Regions from separate parts of the Hordeum vulgare genome. Here region 2 is linked to region 1. A link is a contact called in public Hi-C data. All regions are on one chromosome and are shown on one strand. Each heading gives the region's core, a stretch centred on a gene start, on an enhancer-like site or on the middle of the called end of the contact. The rest is flanking DNA. Distances are from core to core; before and after follow the strand shown.

The links. Hi-C and Micro-C count contacts between places; a contact is called where the count stands out from the background.
Region 2: a contact with region 1 is called in a Hi-C map of leaf, with 2.1 times the contacts expected there. The contact joins two enhancer-like sites. A contact is called at or near these places in 3 of 6 Hi-C or Micro-C datasets (leaf and seedling).

The regions. Positions count from the first base shown.
Region 1 is chr4H:516,906,462-516,914,254 of MorexV3_pseudomolecules_assembly, forward strand. LOC123449232 reads left to right here. Exons shown (of 2, transcript XM_045126373.1): 2 at 828-1,109. The coding sequence ends at 1,035. Among protein-coding and RNA genes, the nearest start is that of LOC123449232, 12 kb to the left of the region's middle. Within about 2 kb of position 4,805, at least 3 of the 3 cell types and tissues checked have open chromatin away from gene starts, as enhancers often do. A contact at or near this core is called in leaf, where this site is marked.
Region 2 is chr4H:516,965,732-516,973,524 of MorexV3_pseudomolecules_assembly, forward strand. No RefSeq gene overlaps it. Among protein-coding and RNA genes, the nearest start is that of LOC123449232, 71 kb to the left of the region's middle. Within about 2 kb of position 5,005, at least 1 of the 3 cell types and tissues checked has open chromatin away from gene starts, as enhancers often do. A contact at or near this core is called in leaf, where this site is marked.

The sequences.
Region 1 (7,793 bases), core at 3,555-6,054:
TCGGTTCCAGAATATAAGGTGTACCGATATTCGTGCAAGTCAAATTTGTGTATGTTTGACCAAGATTATAGAATAAATATTGACATTTACAATACCAACCAACAACCAACAACCAAGCCTTTCAGTCCCAAACATGTTGGGTTAGGCTAGAGTTGAAACCCATAAGATCTCGAAGCCAAGTCATGGCTCTGGAACGTGGATAGCTAACTTTCACACACCCCTGTCCATGGCTAAGTCTTTGTCGATATTCCAAACCTTCAGGTCTCTCTTAACGGACTCCTCCCATGTTAAGTTTGGTCTACCACGACCCCTCTTAACATTCTCAGCACGCTTTATCCGTCCGCTATGCACCGGCGCTTCCGGTGGCCTCCGTTGAATATGTCCAAACCATCTGAGACGATGCTGGACCAACTTCTCTTCAATCGGTGCTACCCCAAGTCTCTCTCGTATATCGTCATTCCGTACCCGATCCTTCCTTGTGTGGCCACATATCCATCTCAACATGCGCATCTCTGCTACACCTAACTGTTGGATATGTCGTGATGTATCTAATGAAAATACTTTTCGTGATGTATCTAATGATGCAAATCTGGTATTGTAGATATTGATATTTTTCCTTAAAACTTGGCCAAAAATGCACATGTTTGACTTTTGAAAAACTAACACACCTTATATTTTGGAACAGAGGAACGGAGAAGCTAATCTCATTTGGTTATTAAAAATGCTCCATGTGCCTATCCTGTTTATGCTCTAGTTAAAGACCAGCCTACTTGCTTATTCCCATTTGATTCAGTTTTACTTAATTCCTGTGTTCTTTCTTCTTTCAGGCGGGACCTGCGGGTTGCTCTCCTCTATGCTCTGCTGTTTTGTTGTCTCATGGTTTCGTGCTATGCCGCGCTTTACCTGAAATGGTTTAAACTCTCATCCCTCTTTGTAATTCTCGGAATCCTTCTTCCAGTAAGTCTCAAAGTCTCTAGGCATAGAAGGCTTAAAAGGAAAAGGGAGCGAAGATTGCTGTTGCCCTTGTCCATGTGAATATCTTTCTGATACCCTGTAAAATTTTAGTGAAGTGGCTCAACTACAATGAGGAAAAATCCTGGGTTTACTCATTTTTCCGGCCCTCGAGTATGTTGTATGCATTACATATTTTCCATGCATGCACATACATACATATGCGTCACCGCTCATCTCAGCTTTTGCCTTCTTTTCAAACTCGTGTCAATTGCAAAGTAATGACGTCTTTAGAAACTTATGAAAGCGGATCTCTTCAGATCCTGGTGCATTTGGTTGTGGATGCAATCATGTGAAATATCTGGTCAATTGTCGCATCAGTCGGTCTGGTGTGCCAAGCGAGCCGCTTTAGCATTATTTAGCATGCCAAGTGCGAATATAATCGCCCATCTCAGGCTTCCAGCTTCTCTGTTGCAGTTCACCTAGATCAAATTTCTTTCCTGTGTTGCTATTGTCGGCAGATCGTCCACTGCACGGCGTTGCTATTTCAAATTCTCGATCCTTTGACGCACACTGTTTCAAGTAGTATATCCTGCTTGCCGCCTGGGTTTCTTGAGCCCGTTATGCCTGGTAAATGCATCACCAGGATAACTAGTCCTAGTCGGAGCAGAAATAGTGCGGTTCAGGCGCGCCGCTGCTGCTTATATTGTTTGTGACCTTGAGGCGCCTGGCATCTGGTCTTTTAGGTTCAAGTTTATCCTTGGTACGGCACAGAAGCAGTAACAATGTTATATATCTGGTGCACGTTTCGTGATCTGACAAAGGGATCTTGTGCGTTGTCGCAACACCATCGGTCATAGACAGGTCAGGCAAGGGCTTAGGGTTTAGGGGTGCAAGCGGCCCTTTTTTTTCTTTTTTCTTTTCTTGTAAAGCCTTTAAACCTCCATTCGGAAATAACTGACGTGGTTTTAGCTCAAGGGAGTAGCTCATAATTTGGCGTGGCCGCGTCGCCCAGCACTTAGCCGGCCCACGCGCGCTACTGCTCCGTTTGACGCCCATACTCTAGCTTGGGTCAGTGCTGTGGCCGCGCCTGTACTGTACGTGGTGCTCCAGATGTGTGCTGTGCCCGCTGCCAAGTTGTAGACAGTAGACACCATCGACCATGTTCCCAAATCTACTCAGCCCTCCATTATCGCCACATTCATTCCTGTGGTCATTTGCGCTTGATCACAAGTGGACGGGTTTGTCGTCTACCGCGGGAGGGAACCATCGTCCAGTATCTATCTCGCTCGGACCGCCGGGTTGGAGTTCATCATCACAGCTTCAGACCAGACGGCACCAAATATCCGTGCCACTCGAAATTTCAGCACATGCTTGCACAATTTGCCACCTTTGAGTGCTTCCGTATTTTGACTGCCCAGCTGCTTCATGTGCGTGCGTGCGTGCACTCGGCCGTCGAGTAGCCTATCCCTATCTATCTATATCTATCTATCTATCATCCGAGCATGTGTGTTCAAGTAGCTCGGCCGCTCGCGATTTCTGCGTTTAGTGGGCAAATGCATGTGTCCACTCACACGCACACACAGTGCTCCAAGGTGGGCCGATCGAAAAGCCATTCATAGCTTAGCTTATATATAGGGCCTTCCCTCCGTCTTTTACCAGAAAGGCCCGCACCTTGCAGGGCCACGTACGTCGTGGCGTTGCACGAGCGAGCGCCTCTCCTAGGATACCTACCATATCCAGCGACAACAATTTCACTATATCAGTGTGTCGTTGACCACTAACCAGACCTGGTTCGATTGGCATCATCTGCGCTACCTGCATGCATGCCGATCGAGTAGTACAAACCCTAGCTTTTTCTCGTCACTTGATAAAAATTCTACGTGTCTTTCGCTGTCGCGAGAGCCCCTGCATTTGCGTCTTCTTCAGGTAGTCTTTTTTTTTTCTTTGGTTGCGAGGTGAGCTTTACGCGGCAAAATAGGGGAAAGCAAGAGAGCATTTCATGTCTGTGTCCCCGCGAGTGCCCAACGGGGCGATAAGCCGCGACGTTGCGGCCAAGGGGGCGGTGACAAGTGGCCGTGACAAATGATGGCTAGCCCATTTAGGATCTGAGGCAGCAGCCCAATTCAACACACTTCAGCATGCACTACTCACCCTTTTCCATCTAACCTGGTCAGTTCTTGGGGACATCAATCTGATGCTAAGCTCATCAAGTGGCCCTTTGATCTTAACAGCCTCTTTGTCTCTCGAGCAGTCGACACATCCTTGTGCACTTGCGTTCGCGCTTTTTAGTTTTTTTATATGGGTAAAAGTATATGCTGTAAATATATATATATATATATAGCGAGAGAGTCTAATGTATGGAGGCCTTTCTTTCTTTTCGCCCCCGCATCATCTTTTTGTTCATGCACGTTCGTGAATCATGGTGTCGAGGGACATCAAAACATCTTTCCCGAGACTACTTGCTGTTCTACTTCCCTTTCCCTTTTTTAACCTGCTGATGATGGCTGGCACAGGGTCTGCCGACACGTCTTCTAGTGAAATGAGGTCAAATCAGCGCTCACTCGAAAAGTGTATTAGGTTCCATATGTACTACATGACATATGGTTAATTTGTTACTATCAGGCTTCAGGAAAGCTGCAGGCCAGCCAGAACAGGCTGAGCTAACTGCCCAACAGATAATTCTGTCATCAAATAGTAGTAGTAATCGCACAGTGCTCTTCGGTGGTTGCCTTGTTTTTTTCTTTCTTTCGACGTGCCTGCCAATCAACAACAAGCCGACGATAAGCACTGTTGCAACTTGCAAGGGGCTTGGTGTGACTCATGAGTAGCGGAATGGGCTGGGGTCATGCAATGCAATATGCAAAGGCAAAGCCCATGCATGCATGCAGCACGCATCCTCTTTTTCTACCAGTCAAAGGCTTTTTTTCCAGCCCTCCTACGCTTAGCACTGTGCGAGCTTTCTGGTGGCAATGGCATGGCCATGCCTGTTGTAGGAGCCCCGTAATCATGCTGCACGGGCCATTGCAAAAGGAGGAAAGATATCACCCCCAAAAGAAACGGCCAAAAGTGCGGCCACGAAAGAACTGTTGCATAGTTCGAGAAATGGAACTGACTAGACTAGAACATGCACGACAGGGTTACCGAAAGTTCTTCACAACGTATCTTCTGGGAAATTGTACTAGCGCTTTCCCGTAAAGTTCATACGGCGCTCAGGCCGTGAGCCTGCGACTCACGCATGTTGTCGACGTGTTTGATGGACGCCCACCGTTTCGTCTTGCGTGCCGCTGGGACGTGTGAACTGTTCCTGATTCTTGTATACGTAGTATGCGTTGGTTGAGTATTATTTCATGTGAAGTTTCTCATTTCCCAGGGGTACCGGTGGCTCAGCTGATCGATCTGCATGGTACTATATATCATGCACGAAACCCTCATTGAAACTGTTATAGCACACATTCATGCTACCGTGTTGATAAACGTGTGTAAACAAAAGAGAAAATAAATAACTAAGCATTAGCGAAATAATGGTCCAGCCCCACCCGATCGATCGATCGCCCGCCGATGGAACAGTGAACAGCGTCGAAGAAGGAAACCCGTACCATAAGTACTAGTACTACCTCAGCTAGCATATATACCATGCTCCTACAAAAGAATTCAAATGGCAGAGAAGAGGTCGCCCCACATTAATCTGCAAACTTTTTAGTCCCGTCAGTCAGCGACCCCAGCTAGCTGCAGGCCAGCAGCTGAGAAAAAAAAATGGCGAATAAATAAGCCTCGACGCGGCGGGACAAAGAGACGTACGCGATCCATCCCGTTGGTACGGCCGTCGGGACCGTCGCCGTCGCCGTCCACATGTTAGCGTGCGATCGATCCCCTGTGCATGCACCCGACCCGACCCAAATATCCGGTCCGTGATCGACCGAGCTAAGCTACGACCACCCATGGATGGACGATCGATCGATCCATCGTCCACGCAGGCTTCTTCTTCCGAACAGTGGGCTGCAGCTGTGCGGTCTTAATGGTGGATCGCGCGGGAGATCCATGGGCACACACGCACACCCACCCACCCACACTGCGCTCGACTCCAAGGTGCAAGGCCTTCCAACCCCGGGGGGGCCCGTCCCAATGATATGCAGGACCATGAATAGTGCGTGCGTGCGCCAGCTAGGGTCGTCACTGTCACTCCCGCCCGCCCGCGAGATATGCAATCTGGTGTGCAGTGATGCGCGCATGTGTAGCTCGCCGCCAGCCGCGTCGTGGTGACCAGGCCGGCCTGACAGCGGCGGGGGAGGGCGACGTACGGCGGATGGGGCCGGGCTGCGGGCCGTACGGCGCTGGACCGTGCGCGGAGGCGGGGGTTCGCCCGTCGGGGTCGCCGTGGCTGTTGGCCCGTTCATGCATGGGGGACCGGTCGGTGTAGTTCGGGCGCGTACGCGTTCGTCCGATCGGTCGGCACGGCACGGACGGCGCTCTCCTTCCCTGGCATGTCCGGGGTCACGTGCGTCAGCGAGTGCGTGCGCGCCCGACGCCGACGCCCCGCGCGACGGCGACGCCGGTGATGCGGTGTGCCGTGCGACCGACGCATAGCGGCAGCGGGAAGAGAAGACCACTGTTTTTCCGTGGCCGCCCACCGCCACCACCTTGCCCCGCCCGTCCGTGCGCTTGATTTTGCAGCTTGGCTGCTGGGCCTGGGCTGGCCAGTCCATCGTCCAACGGTCGGTCGTTGGGTTCCATCCAGCCTTGCTCGGCTGTTGGAATCAATTGATGCTTGACAGGATTAGGATCGGGTCGTGTTTAGCTGGCTAGCTGCTGACACGACTCATGATCCCTAAGTTCTTCTTTTTCCTTTTCAGCTGGTGGTTGCTAATTACATTCACCAGATCGGACGATGCGTGTCGTCATGCATATGCATATGGGCGTGCATGCATGCATGGATGGCGGCTGGTAAAGCGTGTGCGTAAGTTGTGCATTTTAGGTGTGCTGTATCGGCTGTTGTTCTCGATACGTTATGTGGATGAATTGAAAACAACACCGGTATTAGATATGTGAAGTAAGAGCACTTTACATTATCGAGTTTGTAGGTGTGAGGGGTGGCTTTGGATGGATTAATGTATACTTTTGTTAAATCTTTATGGAATAATTAATAAGATGGCTGCACCGAAAGTTTAACTTTTTTTTTAAAAAAAAAGCATGCATGCATGGAACCGTCTCGTAGCCGTCGCGCCTGTGCCGGCTGAGAAGGGCCAAGGGTCACGTTGGCCCCACCGTTGGCCCGAGGAACAATTGCTCTACTCCTGGTTGTGGACCTTGTGGTTGTGGAACGCTGTACTACTGCGGATCTGAACTGTTCACACGAGTATACTCTGTTGAGTTCTACCCAATGCGGCGTTTGCATGACCTGCGCGCAGAGCTGTAGATCGGCATGCAAGCAACAGGCTGAGCACGTGAAGAGTCGAGCAGTCCTACTAAGCTGCGGCGGCACCAAAGAGTCGTGTATCGATTACACCGTACGATTAATCATGCGTGCGCTGTATGTATTCGTGTCTACAAAACCTGCGGCGAGATCGGCAAACAGTCGCTTGGAATGTCAGTTCGCATGTGCCGCCCGCATATACAAAATCTAATTCGCACCCTTTGCCGTAAACGAGGCTGGTTGAAGCACGGGAGAAGTACATGCAAGACTACAAAACTAAGATATATATTACTCCTTCGGTTTTTATTTACTCCTCCTATTAATTTTGACCGGAGTCAAATTTTATACAGTTTGATCAAGTTTATAAAAAACAGTGTAGACTTTTACAGTAATAAATTTATATGATCCGAAAATATATGCAATGATTCAGCGGTATTGATTTGATGATGTATATATTACTATATTTTCTACAAACTTGTTATATAAACCTAACATGCGAAGAAATGAAAACAAGGAAAGTATGAAAACGTTTTATACCGGCCAGACTCCATATTCATGACGTATTGTTTCAATAAAAGCAATACGAGTAGCCATAGTGGAAACATAAGCCTCGTAGTTGTAGTGAGAAGTATCATACTCATGCATCATAGATGACTTTATTTATTATTGTGCATAATACATAGCAGCTCATCATTTAATACAATATTGATATAAAACATGATTCTTAACCTTTTCTTTCTTTGCTTAATTTGATGTCATCTCATTAGAATTGTCTAGTTAACATGCATGATAATACTAGCTATGACACACTATTACAGATAGCCTAAGTGATAACATCACACATATCTAGACAAAATAGATATTTTGAAAAGTAATCAATGAAGAAAGAGAAGCTCGTGGTACTCCCTTCAGTCTGGTGTATTGAACTTGCTAGGAAGAGCTTTATGACCAAGGCATGAGGTAAGTGGGCAAGGGGTGTTAGTCCCTTCATAATTTTTAGCCAATAAGATCGTAACTTATCATCTCTTTAAAGCAGCCATTAAAAAGGCCATCAAAACGACTTCCTGATGACCCACAAGTGTAGGAGATCTATCATAGTCCTTTCGATAAGTAAGAGTGCCGAACCCAACGAGAAGCAGAAGGAAATGACAAGCGGTTTTCAGTAAGGTATTCTCTGCAAGCACTGAAATTATCGGTAACAGATAGTTTTGTGATAAGGTAATTCGTAAAGGTAGCAAGTAACAAATGTAACAAAAGGTGCATCAAAGTTGCCCAATCCTTTTTGTAGCAAAGGACAAGCCTGGACAAACTCTTATATAAAGCAAAGCGCTCCCGAGGACACATGGGAATTTCTGTCAAGCTAGTTTTCATCATGCTCATATGATTCACGTTTGTTACTTTGATAATTTGGTATGTGGGTGGACCCGTG
Region 2 (7,793 bases), core at 3,755-6,254, 59 kb after region 1:
GAATTGGTTGGACCAATATTATCTTTAGGGTTTTGTACAATTAGAAATGTGAGTGTGTGGTCGAGAGTTTTCGGAGCCATATACCTATGCGCTTGAGAAAATGACTCATGATCAAAACCTCATCCCCTTCTAAGAGTACTGGCTTTCCTGTGGACTCAACGTGATCCTGGATCACCTAAAAAATCTAGAGTCTTGGAGATTTTGCCAACGCTTTGTCCTTTGCATTTGAGGGGTCTGATATGACTCCAACGTATCGATAATTTATGAAGTATTGATGCTAATGTTCTACAACGTTCTTATACTTTTGGCAACATTTTATATTATTTTTGGAACTAACTTACTTATCCAGTGCCCACTTCAAGTTCTTGTTTTTTGTGTGTTTTTTGATTCATAGAAATTCCATATGAAACGAAGTCCAAACGCGATAAAAATTTACCGAGTTTTTTTGGAATATATGTGAGCTTTGGGAAGTAGAATCAACGCAATACAGTGCTGGAGGGAGGCATAAGCCAACAGGGCACGACCAGGGGGTTGGCTACGCCCTCATGTCTTGTGGCTCCCCCTTAAGTCCTTTGGGGCCCTTCTTTCGCCGCAAGAAAGATATTTTTCTGATAGAAATACCCTCAAAATTTTAGCCCAATTGGAGTTACAGAGTTTTCATGGCTTATATTGGTACATATAAATTGTGGAAATGATAATATACAATACCTAATGCTTGAAAATTATTATGCAACTTGTCTTGGCAGATAGGACTTGAGAGAATATTTATCTTAACTTCATCTCCTTGTGGGTTCGACACTCCATACTTACCACTTCCATCTTCGGAAATTGCTAGGATGATACCTTGCACTTGGGGATTATCAAGCTCTTTTCTCACGTCGTTGCCGGGGAGCAATAGCGTGGGGTTAATGTTTTCATGTATGCTTGTTTGCTTCTATCACTAAGTAGATTTTTAATTTTTGTTTTATAGTTTTCTTTATTTAGTTGTGGGTTAAAGAAATAAAAAAATTGAAAAAGTAAAAACACAAAAAATTTACTTGCCTCTTAAAAGAGATGCGATTGGAAAGTTATGCATTGAAGAAGTGAGGGTCAACCTTGAACACTTGTGTTCCTACTCAAGGAAAAAATGTAGAATTTTTTATGATAATTTCCCGTAAAAATAATCACACCCTTGTTTATACCGCTGCTCCATAAAAATAATGTGCTTTTCATAATATTCATGATACTCGTTTGCATGTTTCATCTACTATTCTTATGTGAGCATCATTGAAATTATCATGCCTAGCTAAAAGGCATTAAAGGAAAGCGCTTGTTGGAGAAAACCCAACACTCATCCTATCTGTTTTTGTGTGTTCACATGATTAAGATAATGTAGTAATCATGTTTTGTGTCTCTTATTTCAATAATGTGCCAAGTAAAGCCTTTGGGATGATTTGGATGATAAGTAGAATTGATACGGTGCAAAAACAAAAACTTTGATGTCTAGTGCAGAATTTCTGGGATTTTATTGCAATTTATTTTTTATCTGAATTTTTTACACAACATTAATATATAGATTACCCAGATTTTCCTAATTATTCAGAATTTTCTGAGTCACATAAGTATGGTATTTGTGCTGATCATTACAGAATATTCTGTTTTAGACATATTCTGTTTTTACTTGCATAGTTTGCTTGTTTTGATGATACTATGGATTGTATCGGGGGTATAAGCCATTGATAAGTTAGAGTACAGTACCTTATGAAATAATTAAATTTTAATCAATTTATAATAGTACCCAAAGTTTATGATTTGCCTATTATACTAATGGATCTCACGAGGTTTCTGTTAAGTTTTGTGTGATCGAAGTTTTCAAGTTTTGTATGAGATACCAATATGAGGGGAATAAGGAGCATCAAGACCCTAAGATTGGGGATGCCCAAGTCACCCCCAAGATTATATCCAAGGAAGACTCAAGCGTCTAAGCTTGGGATGCCCCGGATGGCATCCCCTCTTTCGTCTTAAACACTATCGATATATCTTACTTGGAGCTATATTTTTATTCATCACATAATATGTGTTTTGCTTGGAGTGTAATTTATTCTGTTAGTATTTGCTTTAAGTTATTTATAATCTTTTTTTCAATAAAAAGTTCCAAGAATTGCCTTTAGAATGCCGGAATTGCATGCGTGAGGTGTGTTGTATAAAAACAGAAACTTTTGCTGTAGTATTTGAATTATGAGATTTTACTGGAACGTGGAAAGTTTATGAAATTCTTACAAAGTAGTGCCATACAAATTATTTAAATTTTCCTAAATTTTTCAGAATTTTTGGATATACATAAGTATAGAGCTTAAATAGATTACTACAGACTGTTCTGTTTGGATAGATTGTTGTCATAGTTTCGTTATCTACTTATGCTAGAGTTTTCATGGCTTATATTAGTAGATATAAACTATGGAAATGATAGTATACAGTACCTAATGCTTGAAATTATTATGAAACTTGTCTTGGTAGCAAATTTATTCTTATAAGTACTAACATATCTCACAAGTTCTTTTTAAGTTTTGTGTGGATGAAGTTTTTGAGACTTATGTGAAACCGGGATATGAGAGGATTGAATGGGATACAAAATCTCAAGCTTGGGGATGCTTAAGGCACCCAAGTAAATATTACAAGAAGTTTCAACCATCTAAGCTTGGGGATGCTACGCATCCCACCTCTCTTCGTCAATAATTACCGGTTAGCCAATGTTGATCCAAAGTTCTCATTCGTTCACATGTGCTATCCTTGGAGCATATTTTATGTTTATTATTCCCTTTTATTATATGCACCCTGCTAGTATGAGATAATCCTTTCTTGCTTTATAGAATGTTTCATGTGCTTCACTTAAATCTTTTGAGTATGGTTTTGTAGAATGCTTCGTGTGCTTCACTTATATATTTTGAGCTTGGATATTGGTCTCTCTATATTCATTGAAGAATCCTTTGTGAACTTCACTTATATCATTTTGAGAGTAGTTTGATGATCACTCTTGTACTTCATTTATATTCAAAGAGAAAATGCTGAATGAATTGAATGTCATAAAACATGAAATTATATATGCTTCATATGCTGTCCCATGAGGAGTAGTGACTTCACATACTAAGAATATAAACAATAAAATTTATTGAAGGTTAGCAAACATATCATTGGTCACTTGAACAATTCATGAAAGAATATTGAAGGAAGAGAGATTTCACATATAAATATACTATCTTGGACATCTTCTATGATTGTGAGCCCCCATCAATTATTTTTAAACTTGATCAAATAGTTGACGTTGGACAAGGAAGACAACGTAATGGTTATGTTTACTTATATTCACATAGCAGTTATATTGCCATGGATCCTCTAACATGTGGTGCTTGCTTAGGATCTTGTGCTATCCCAAAAATTCGCACTAAGTAGAGATACTACTTATGCATCAATAACCCTTAAACCCAGTTTCTTGCCATAAGAGTCCATCATACCTACCTATGAAATGAGTAAGATTCTTCAAGCAAGTTGTTATAGGTGCATAAAGCAATACAAATTGCTCGTAAACAAATTGCTTGTTAACATGCATGATCTTTTTGATGAATAAATTGGACCCCCTCCCAAATAAATAAATGTAAGACGTTTTTAGAGACTTACACGAGTGCGTAAAACATCTTACTATCTTTTGAGAAAAATGATCAATCTATTCATCAAACGTCATGTCACTACAAAGAATATCAAAAGTAATAGCAATTATGTATAAGTTCGTAGACCATCCAACAACGACTACAAGCAATGGAACGAATTGAAGGCACAATGTCATCGTCGTCCCACCTCATGAGAGCCGAACAAACCTTGTTGGACAAACCTTCTTGTTGTAAACAACTGGAAAGTCGTTGTGCTGAGGTCCGAGAAGACCTGTGCATCAGAACAACAACCGTCGCCGAAGAAAAGAAGTGTAGATTCAAAGGATCCAACCTATAAAGACACGAATGCGGATGAACGAAGACATGATCCAAACATATCCATCAAAGAAAAGTACCGAACGAATCCCGTGATATCGGTCGGAGACACATCTCTACACGCCGCAAAACTTATTCCATCATCAAAAAGTCGACGCCGGCTCATCTTTCTGAATAAAACACAAATCCTAAGCAAACTAAATATCACATGTAAAAACGGAGGAAGAGATCTTCCACGGGCAAGAGCCAAGGTCCACCATGTCATCATGGCCCTAAGGCCACGGAAGGCGATGCAGATCCGTGGCGACGCCGGCAAGAGCAGTCTTGAAACTCTCGTCCATTCCTAGGAGCGCTCTTATACGAGGACAACGTCTTACTATATGTACAGAGGGAGTACCAAGGATAGAAATTGTCGATGTCTCTTGTGTGTGGCCCTATGGAGGATCAACTCAACTCTGCCTCAATTTCTTTGTTACACCGGAATAGATTCAGGTGAATCTGCCTAAAGATGAAGGTATTTAATAGCTCGGCGTTCAAGAGCTTAATTCCGACATAGTTGGTCCAGAAAGCAAGCAATACATAGGTAATATAGCAACAAACTTGGAGCTCAAGAGCTTAAAATTTTCAGGTTCTAGAGCCCTCTGTAGTCTGCGGGCATAACAGCACCCTTTCGACCCTAACGTGGCCGCACTGACGAATTTAGAACCCATCGTGCTGCACTCGCCCACGCAAGTCGGACGAGCTCGAAATAGTTGTCCCGATAGACATCCTTATCTGCCCAGTTGAGCGAGACACGGCTAGCCCCATGCCTCTGCCTTGCACACATGGGATCTGAAGCAGGGGTTGAGCCAGGTACTCACTAGTGTTCTTGGACCAAGGAAAAGAAGTGGCCAGATATGATAAACTGATAACGAGTGCGACGTCCCTTTCGACCGATCGTTCTGACCGATTGTTGTTCCGCTTCGACCGGCTTGGGACTACTGCAGCAACACACACAGGAGTCCATTTTCCACGGACGATTAGTGGCGAACCGAGGGACGTCAGGTAACTGTCCACCGTTTATCTGAAAGATACATGTGAATGTGATTGAGCTGTTTGTGTGTGCTTTAGCTGGTCTCAAACGTTCAGGATCAACGCATGTTAATAGTGGTATACATGCTATGTATCTGTACATGGCAGATTCCTGATTAAGTTCTGGCAGAGCGACGGAAACGTGTCCTCATGGTAGCGACGAGCGGCAGCTATATCGTGAACCGGATGAGAACGGATGAGCTCGGTTTTGACGGTCGACCCGGCATCGTTCTCAGGCCGTGCGGTTTTGATTTGATTTGATTGGATTGGATTGGACTGCGTGCTCCTGATCAAAAGATTTTGTCGCCCGTCTCGTCACTCGTCAGGAAAAAAGATTGGAGCATTGGCGCACGTAGCGGCAAGAGCGGACGATCGATGCGACCTCAAAAATCTCAAAATCAATCGGCGTTGCATGTCAAGTCGTACCGACTGATTCGCGTGGCATGGTTTTGTTCTTACCCGGGCGGGCTTAACCGCGGCGGCGCTGGGAAAAGGCGATTCCTTCGGGGGGTGGAGCGTCGACCGCCGCTTGATGGACGCTGCATGTGATCTGCTGACAGTACCAAAGGTGCAATGAATCTCGGCCTCATAATGTACTCATCCATTGGGAAGACTAGGAAAAGGGCCCGTGAGATTACAACGGGATTAAAGTTTATTGCAGTCCAACATTCTTAATACAATCACTATTATTTCCTAAAAGATTAGTACAACGGGAGTAATAAGTATGGTAAAATATCCCAAACATCAAGAAGAATTGTTGTTTGAAGACCATCTTTGCAAAAAAAGTCAAACAAATGCATAGGTTATTTTATTTTTTGTGAGTGAAAGTGTATGCATTATTCGACTTGCATGTCGTGTTTCGCTAATGAGTAAAGATCAGAATGCAGGATGACTGGCCACAGTCAAATTTAATGTACTTTGTATTGTTGAAGTTATTAAGATAAGCATTGTAACTATTTTTTATCTCAATTGGCTAAAGCAACAAATTTTGGAAGTAGCACTAAAATTAAGTATGCAATCACTTCATCTTTCGATGAGAGAATTGATCAAAATGTAATTCATTGTCATTGATTAAATTCTGAAGACGTAGTTAAAAAGCTCCCAATATATATGCAGACCCTTATACTGCTGAGAGCTAACCCACCATCAATTAACCGTGCATGTAATTTTCTCCCAGGTTAATCCTCCTTTGATTTTATACATGTATAGAATGAGTGTGCAATGTGCATGACCCATTTGATCCCTTTAAATCACCATGCCTCCCTAGACCAGCAAAATTTGTGGTTGGCTCAGATCCCAGGAATCTGTTCCGACTTTAGAGAATCTCGTCACGGAAGGTGTTTTGCTGGCTCAGAACATAATCAGCTCGCGAGCGCGTGATGAAGAAAGTTCCCCACAACCCGCGCAAGGAGAAATAATTTGTTTTACTTACCATGTAAAGAAAGGATTTAGGTCGCCCGGCTCAAAGTTCTCTAGAGATCTCCTTCACCTTTTCAACCTCACGCCTCAGGATATTGGTCCCAATTCAATGACTAATATCTACCAATTCCAGGTGCTCTGTGAAGCGTATCTTTAAATTGAGTCATCTGTGACTCTTTTTTAGAGAGTTCTTCGATTTGAACCACCAAACTATAGTTAAAAATGGCCCCAGCGTGGAGCTTGACGGTGTTTCCATTCAAAAAAGGAAAACTAGTCCTTTCCCAAAACTTGGTTCTACTGCAAGAATACTGCTCGTGCGGACCAAAACCCACTGCCGGGTTATAGATTGGAGCAACTTGGTTCTGACGTTGAATTCCCGGGTTGGCCAACTGATGAAGGAAGAAAAATAATGGCATAACCAAGACATTCTTTTCTCACTCCAAAGAAAAATGAAGACCCATTACATATTCTGACTTGCTGGACAGCTTGCCTTCTATATATTCCCTGGACTCAATTCCTTTCATTCTTTTGATGACCATGTGTAGAATGGTGCAACGTGCATGTCTCATGGATTTTGTTCTTTAACTTAAACTCTCTTCCAGCCTTTGCTTATTGATTCCATGATAGGTCCTTGATAAGCAGGAAACTGAAAAGCCTATATAAATTGGATGTATTAGATGTAAGAAGGCAAAGTGGGACTATCTAAAATAAAAAACAACATTTTGAACCAAAACGTCCACTATCTTAGTTGGCTTTGAAACCATCATCAATTATTGCCTTGCAGTCACTTATGTGCACTAGCAGAAATAAGGGCTTTCGTCCCAGCTCGAAAAACACATTAGTCCCGGTTCCTTTACGAACCGGGACTAATGTTAGTATTAGTCCCGATTCGAGTGGCAAAGGCGCCGGTCGGGCATTAGTCCCGGTTCAAATGGGACCTTTAGTCCCGGTTCGTGTCTCGAACCGGGACTAAAGGGTTTGGAGGATTTAGTCCCGGTTCGTGTCTTGGACCTTTAGTTCCGGTTCGTGTCTCGAACCGGGACTAAAGGGTTTGGAGGATTTAGTCCCGGTTGGTGTCTTGAACCGGGACTAAAGGATAGACCTTTAGTCCCGGTTCGTGACACGAACCGGGACTAAAGGTGTTCGGATTATTTTTTCTGTTTTTAAATTCTTGTTTGTAGTTTCTGTTTTAAATTGCTTATATCTTTTAGGATATTTGATGTTTTTGATTGATTCTTTTTTGCATTAGATTCAAAATTTTGTCTAGTTTCTGTTTGTGCCATTAGTTTTTAAATTTGAATGGTTTTAAATTTGAATTTGTTTAAATTTGCTTCAAACCCAGTT